Regions from separate parts of the Hordeum vulgare genome. Here region 1 is linked to region 2. Evidence: chromatin contacts called from public Hi-C data. All regions are on one chromosome and are shown on one strand. Each heading gives the region's core, a stretch centred on a gene start, on an enhancer-like site or on the middle of the called end of the contact. The rest is flanking DNA. Distances are from core to core; before and after follow the strand shown.

Region 1 (2,862 bases), core at 172-2,671, 800 kb after region 2:
GGCAATAAACCGATTACTTTAAACCTAAACCGAGGTTCTTTAACATGCTCCATCTTATCATCCATTTTCACATGAGAGTATAAAATAAAACCGTTTATTGCATTAAATAATGAATTTGATTATTTTTTGTCTTTTTTACTTTTCATGTAAAAGAAGGGCCGTAAGAGCATCTCCAACAGGCGCGCTATACAAGCGCCGCGCCGTAAAAAAGGCAGTTTTAGCGCGCGCGCAACGCGGCGGGCAGCTCCAGCGAGCGCGCAAAAACGGTGCGCGCGCCATTTCCAGTTCAGCGCGCTGGCCGAAACGCAATCTCGCGCCCCTTATTTGCTGCGCCGGCTCCCGCGCGCGCGACTCTCCCGCGCTCGCTCCTGCTCTCTCCCGCGCTCGTTCCTCCACTCTCGCGCCGCCCCCATCCGAACCGCGCCGCCGCCGCGGCGTTGAAAAAGCCAGAAGGTAAGAAAAATCTTGATTTCCACAATGCTCAGGCGGCTGCTAGAAAAGATGTGGAGAGAGCATTTGGGATTTTGCAAGCCCAATTTGCTATTGTGAGAGGACCGACTAGATTTTGGGATCAAAAAATGCTTTGGTACATCATGCACGCTTGTGTGATCATGCACAACATGATCATCGAGAATGAGCGTGGCCAAGATTTAGACTACTCACAGTATGATCTCTTGGGACATCCCGTGCGAGTGCGACGGAGGGCTGAAAGGGTAGCCCGTTTTGTTGCCTCCTATCATGCCATTCGGCGTCCCGCAATGCACAATGATCTTTAGAAGGATCTGATTGAAGAGTGGTGGGCATGGCATGGACGACAAAGAGCATGATTTGATTGCATTATTTGTATTGTATTGTTCATGAACTACTGGTTGTGTTTATTGCATTATTTGTTGTACTGAACGATAAACTATTTGTTTGAGTTGTAATAACTATTTATTGTTGATTTATTTTGTTTGTTTGATCGTTTTTTTTCTATTTTTTGAAATGTATATGTGGTTTGTGCGTGCTGCGCGCGCTGCATTTTTGGCACTGTTGGAGCGGCGCGCGCTGTGCATTATAGCACGGCTGTTGGAGACAGCGCCTATCCCCGCGCTAAACCAGCCGAAGCGCGCGCGGTAAATACATTTTTTGGACGCGGCGCGAAGCGCGGCAGTTGGAAATGCTTTAAAAGTGTTAAAATTGCTTAAACCTAAAAAATCCTTGGGAAATGGTTACGCCCTCGCCGGTGCGAGCGAAACAAACAGCTATCAACCAAACGTCACTGGGAAACGCGGCCGTGCCATTGAGCCCCACAGCGACAGGCAGGCAGTGAGTCAGTCGGTCACCCCGGTCCAGCTCCAGCATGCAGCAGAGTCCCCTGCCACTGCCACAGTCTTCCCCATGGCCTATAGCTGCTAGCTTCACGTGAGCGCCCAAAGAAAACTAAGCAGCCTTCCCTCCCTCGCTGCTTGATTTGCTTGGCTTCGCTCCCCCTCCACCCCCCGTAAATCTGAGCAGCGCCGCATTTAATGCCCCCTCTCCCCTCCGGTCTCCCTCCCAAACCCCTCCTCCTCCCCCCCGTCCCCTCCCGCAGATCAAATCCATGCGCCGGCCGCCGGCCGGCCGCGCGACTTCCTGATTCCTGTAAAGGCCGGCCCTTTCTCCTTCCCCCACTGATCGGCGGCGCCCTTTGATGCGAGGATAAGAAGGAAGGAGGGTTCCGTTCCGCCAGGCGTTTCTTCCGTCTTCTCGCAGCCGTGCTGGTTGTCAGGGGCGAGGCGATGAGGCGGCATGGGTGGCAGCTCCCTTACCACCCTCTCCAGGTCCGCTCTTGTCTCCCCGGCGGTGAAATTTTTGTGCATTACGGCTTCTTTCCCACGGCGAAGGACCGATGGACGGATGCTTGCCTGCTGCAGGTGGTCGCCGTGTCCGTGTTCTTGGCGCTGGCGTTCGCCTTCTACGTCTTCTTCGCGCCCTTCGTTGGGAGGAAGGTCTTCCAGGATGCCGCCGTGGGGCTCTACACTCCTCTGGTAACTATCCTCTTGCCTGCCCCCTCTTCCTCGCTGACAGGGTGAGTGCCCTGTGGTTTGGCTGGCACATTTTGGATCCCAATCTTGGTGCTGCATGATGGGCCCATCAAGTAGTGGTTACTGAACTTGGGGGGAAGTGCCCAAACAAAAATGTAGTAGTTCTCACCTTGAAATGGGCTATTTAGCACTCTTCCATATGCTGTTGAATTTCTGTGTTTGCGCGTTTGTTTGTTGGAGGGTGGTACAAGCTACCAAGTTTTTGTGGGTAGTCTTCTGGCCAATTCTGGCATTGTCATGTGACATGCCTAACCCTGCAAGTCACTGTCCTGCACTCGTGGTCGGTGAATTCTGCTTTCTTCTCAAGTTTATATGAGGGCTATTTTCTGAGTTTCTGCATGTGATGGCGGTGCAAACAATGGCGTATTATTAAGGGCAATCAGGAATTATGCATTCTGTGCTCTTAGTGCTTCTTTGCACAATCCAGTTTAGCAGTACCTTTGGGAAGTTCAGAATTTGTACACTGTTTGATCGGTAGGATTTTGTAACTCTGTTTAATGTTATGGTTCATTGTTCTGAGGGCGCAACCTAGGCCAGGAGGAGCCTATGGGCTGACGCTGTCGGCGCCTCGGTGGTGAACAGAACCACGAAGATAATGGGGAGAAGATAGTAGACAACAGATTAATAGCTTCTGGAAACTTTATTGGTTGATAGCTTCTGGAAACCAACGTGTTTGCCTCCTTGTATATATATGGGTAGCTACACAAGACTGTACTGGAAGGCTGTAATTCAAATAGAACTGTGTCTCTTGCCCAATACTCCTACACACTCAAAATTAACTAAGACTCCAGCTGGA
Region 2 (2,719 bases), core at 125-2,624:
AGAAGCGACAATAATGCACTGCTTGCCGGACCTAGCAGATAAGATGCTGCTGGGGTCACCCGTTTCTTGTCCTAATATTGTTGGTTGTTGGTGGTCACATTTTAATACTAGTAATACCGCAGTAGTACACTAGTACTATACGTTTGTCATGCAGCAATTTGCTTTTCAAGCACCACGGATCCTTTTTCCTTTTTCCAATTTAAGAAGTGCATCATCTGAAAACATAAATCATTTCATGTCCAGTGCAAAAGGCCATTCCATCATCCGCGAGGATGCATTAATAAATCGCATTACAAACAAAATGTTGCTCCCATTGGAGAGCTATACATAAAATGTACACGTATTATTCTATTATTTAGTCAATTAATTAGTTAAGAATAGAAGCAGCCCAACTGATCCTGGAGGCAGCTGTCACTACTCCTACTACTACCATCTTCCCCATCAAAGTATATATATCCGTTAGTCCGTTACAGTCATACAAAAATATCATCCCATCCTCTAAATATTCTGATTAGATAATACTGTAGTACTACTCCTACTACTCTTTTTTTAGGAAGAACTGATGCATCCACCTGAGCTCAAATACCTTCGGCACAAATGACAGTAGTAATATAGTTTGCTCCGGACCAGCAGCACATGATCCTCGAAAAATAGAAGTCCATGTCAACCGTCTTCTTCTCACCCTCACCCACACCACACCAACCTCGCCACTCATTAATCGCAGGATCGTCGGCTAAACTCGGCCAGATCCGAGTCGTCCGTCCTTGGCCTGCAATGGAAGGAAAGAGAAGGAAAATCCGGAGACGTCCGTACCGGCACAGCCCCCCGAGGCCCAATCCTCTCCGCGCCCGCACGCCAACCCATGCCTAACCAGTCCACATCGGCCCGCTGACACTCCGTCCCCACCACAGCCGGCCCCGACGACCAGTGAGGCAGCCGGCGTCGCCGAGCAGAGCACGGCAGCTGTCACGCGGGCCTCCCGGAAACATTCACCGCGGAAGCCGCCGAAAACGCAACGGAAAAAGCGCACGGGGCCGTAGCAGTAAAAACTGGGCAAGGAAGGAAGGAAGGAGTAGCGAGAGACGAGAAGGAGAGAGAGGAAAGATTAGCAGCAAGGGGAGGAGAGAAAGGGAAAAATTAAAGTAGAGTTTAAACAGCGAGACGAGAAGAGGCAGCGGCAGCAGTAGAGGAAGAGGAGTCCCAATCGCACGGCGCCTCGACCGCCTGCCTGCCTCCCCACCACCACCGCGGAACCCTAGGGCGGCCGCGGCGAGCGAGCGAGCGAGCGTCGGCCGCGAGATCTCGCCGAGGGGGGCGCGGACCACTGCCCCCAGCTCGCCGGCGGCGGGGGCGGGGCCGCCCCCATGCCTTTGGCGCCCCGATCGGAGCCGATCGGTGGCCGCTCCAGGCGTCAGAGGAGCTCGCCGGCCGCCGGGGAGGCGGAGGCGGCCAAGGGGGAAGCAGAGGAAGAGGAGGAGGAGGAGGAGGATGGCGCTGTTCCGCAAGTTCTTCCTCAAGAAGACGCCGGATCGGCTGCTCGAGATCTCCGAGCGAGTCTATGGTATAATGCCCGCGTCCCTGGGCCGAGCCGTGCCGCCCGAGTGCGGGGATTTGCTTGTTCCGAGGGGGATTTTGGGACTTTTGCCGCGGCTTGTGCTTCTTCGGGCTCCGGGGAACTGTTGCTTTCAGCGGATTTATCGCTATTGTTTGAGCTGGAATTCAGTTCGTTCCCAAGCACGGCGAGCTAGATTTAGTAAATTTTTGATGTTAAGTTGAATTCGGTCCAGTTCTGGGTCGTCACTCTGTGCGCACACGACCCAGAGTCTCAGATTTAGCTGCATTTGACCTAAACTGGTTTTTATTTCTTTCCATATCCGAATTTTGTCTTGCCCTTGTCGCATGCTGGCCCTGAGGGTAGCTTTGGATTTAATTGCATTATTTTCTCTTATATAAGCATGCAGCAATTGTCTAGTGCCTGCATGATGTCCACATTTTCTGTTGGTGCTCCCTCCCTTTAACCAGTAGTTATTAGTTATAATGGCGTGCTTATCTGTTGATGAAATACTTTGCTGTATCTAGAAACATGAACTTAGTACCTATGCAGTGTGAAGATGAGGTTCCTTCTAGCATGCCAGCACTTGATCTCTTCTCCATTTTTCTAGTCTTAGTTGAACGATGCAAATTTGAGCATGAGATCGTGCTAATTTCAACCGGTATGTTGGTTTCAGTGTTCGACTGTTGCTTCGCGGCAGATGCCATGGGCGAGGATGAGTACAGGGATTACTTGAGTGGCATAGTTGCACAGTTGCAGGACTACTTTCCCGATGCGTCATTCATGGTCTCCAATTTCTGGTCTGGGGACAAGAGGAGCCGGATTTCAGATATATTGTCTGAGTATGACATGACTGTCATGGACTACCCACAGCAATATGAAGGATGCCCACTCCTTCAGCTCGAGATGATCCACCATTTCTTGAAATCATGTGAAAATTGGCTGTCAGTGGAAGGGCAGCAGAACATGCTTCTAATGCACTGTGAAAGAGGGGGATGGCCAGTGCTTGCATTCATGTTGGCTGGACTACTTCTATATAGGAAAACGTACACTGGTGAGCAGAAGACTCTAGAGATGGTCTACAAGCAGGCTCGCAGGGACTTCATACAGCAATTCCTAAAGTTGAATCCCCAGTCTTCTCATCTGAGGTATTTGCACTACGTAACA

Evidence for each region. Hi-C and Micro-C count contacts between places; a contact is called where the count stands out from the background.
Region 1: a contact with region 2 is called in a Hi-C map of leaf, with 5 times the contacts expected there. The contact joins the promoter of LOC123425459 here to the promoter of LOC123425458 in region 2. A contact is called at or near these places in 2 of 6 Hi-C or Micro-C datasets (leaf and seedling) and 1 of 1 datasets of contacts at active chromatin or transcription factors (embryo).

Annotation. Positions count from the first base shown.
Region 1 is chr2H:119,629,626-119,632,487 of MorexV3_pseudomolecules_assembly, forward strand. LOC123425459 (probable protein S-acyltransferase 22) reads left to right here and starts at 1,422. Exons shown (of 9, transcript XM_045109164.1): 1 at 1,422-1,802; 2 at 1,896-2,009. The coding sequence starts at 1,761.
Region 2 is chr2H:118,830,233-118,832,951 of MorexV3_pseudomolecules_assembly, forward strand. It overlaps LOC123425458 (formin-like protein 5), which reads left to right and starts at 1,375. Exons shown (of 18, transcript XM_045109163.1): 1 at 1,375-1,561; 2 at 2,229-2,719. The coding sequence starts at 1,489.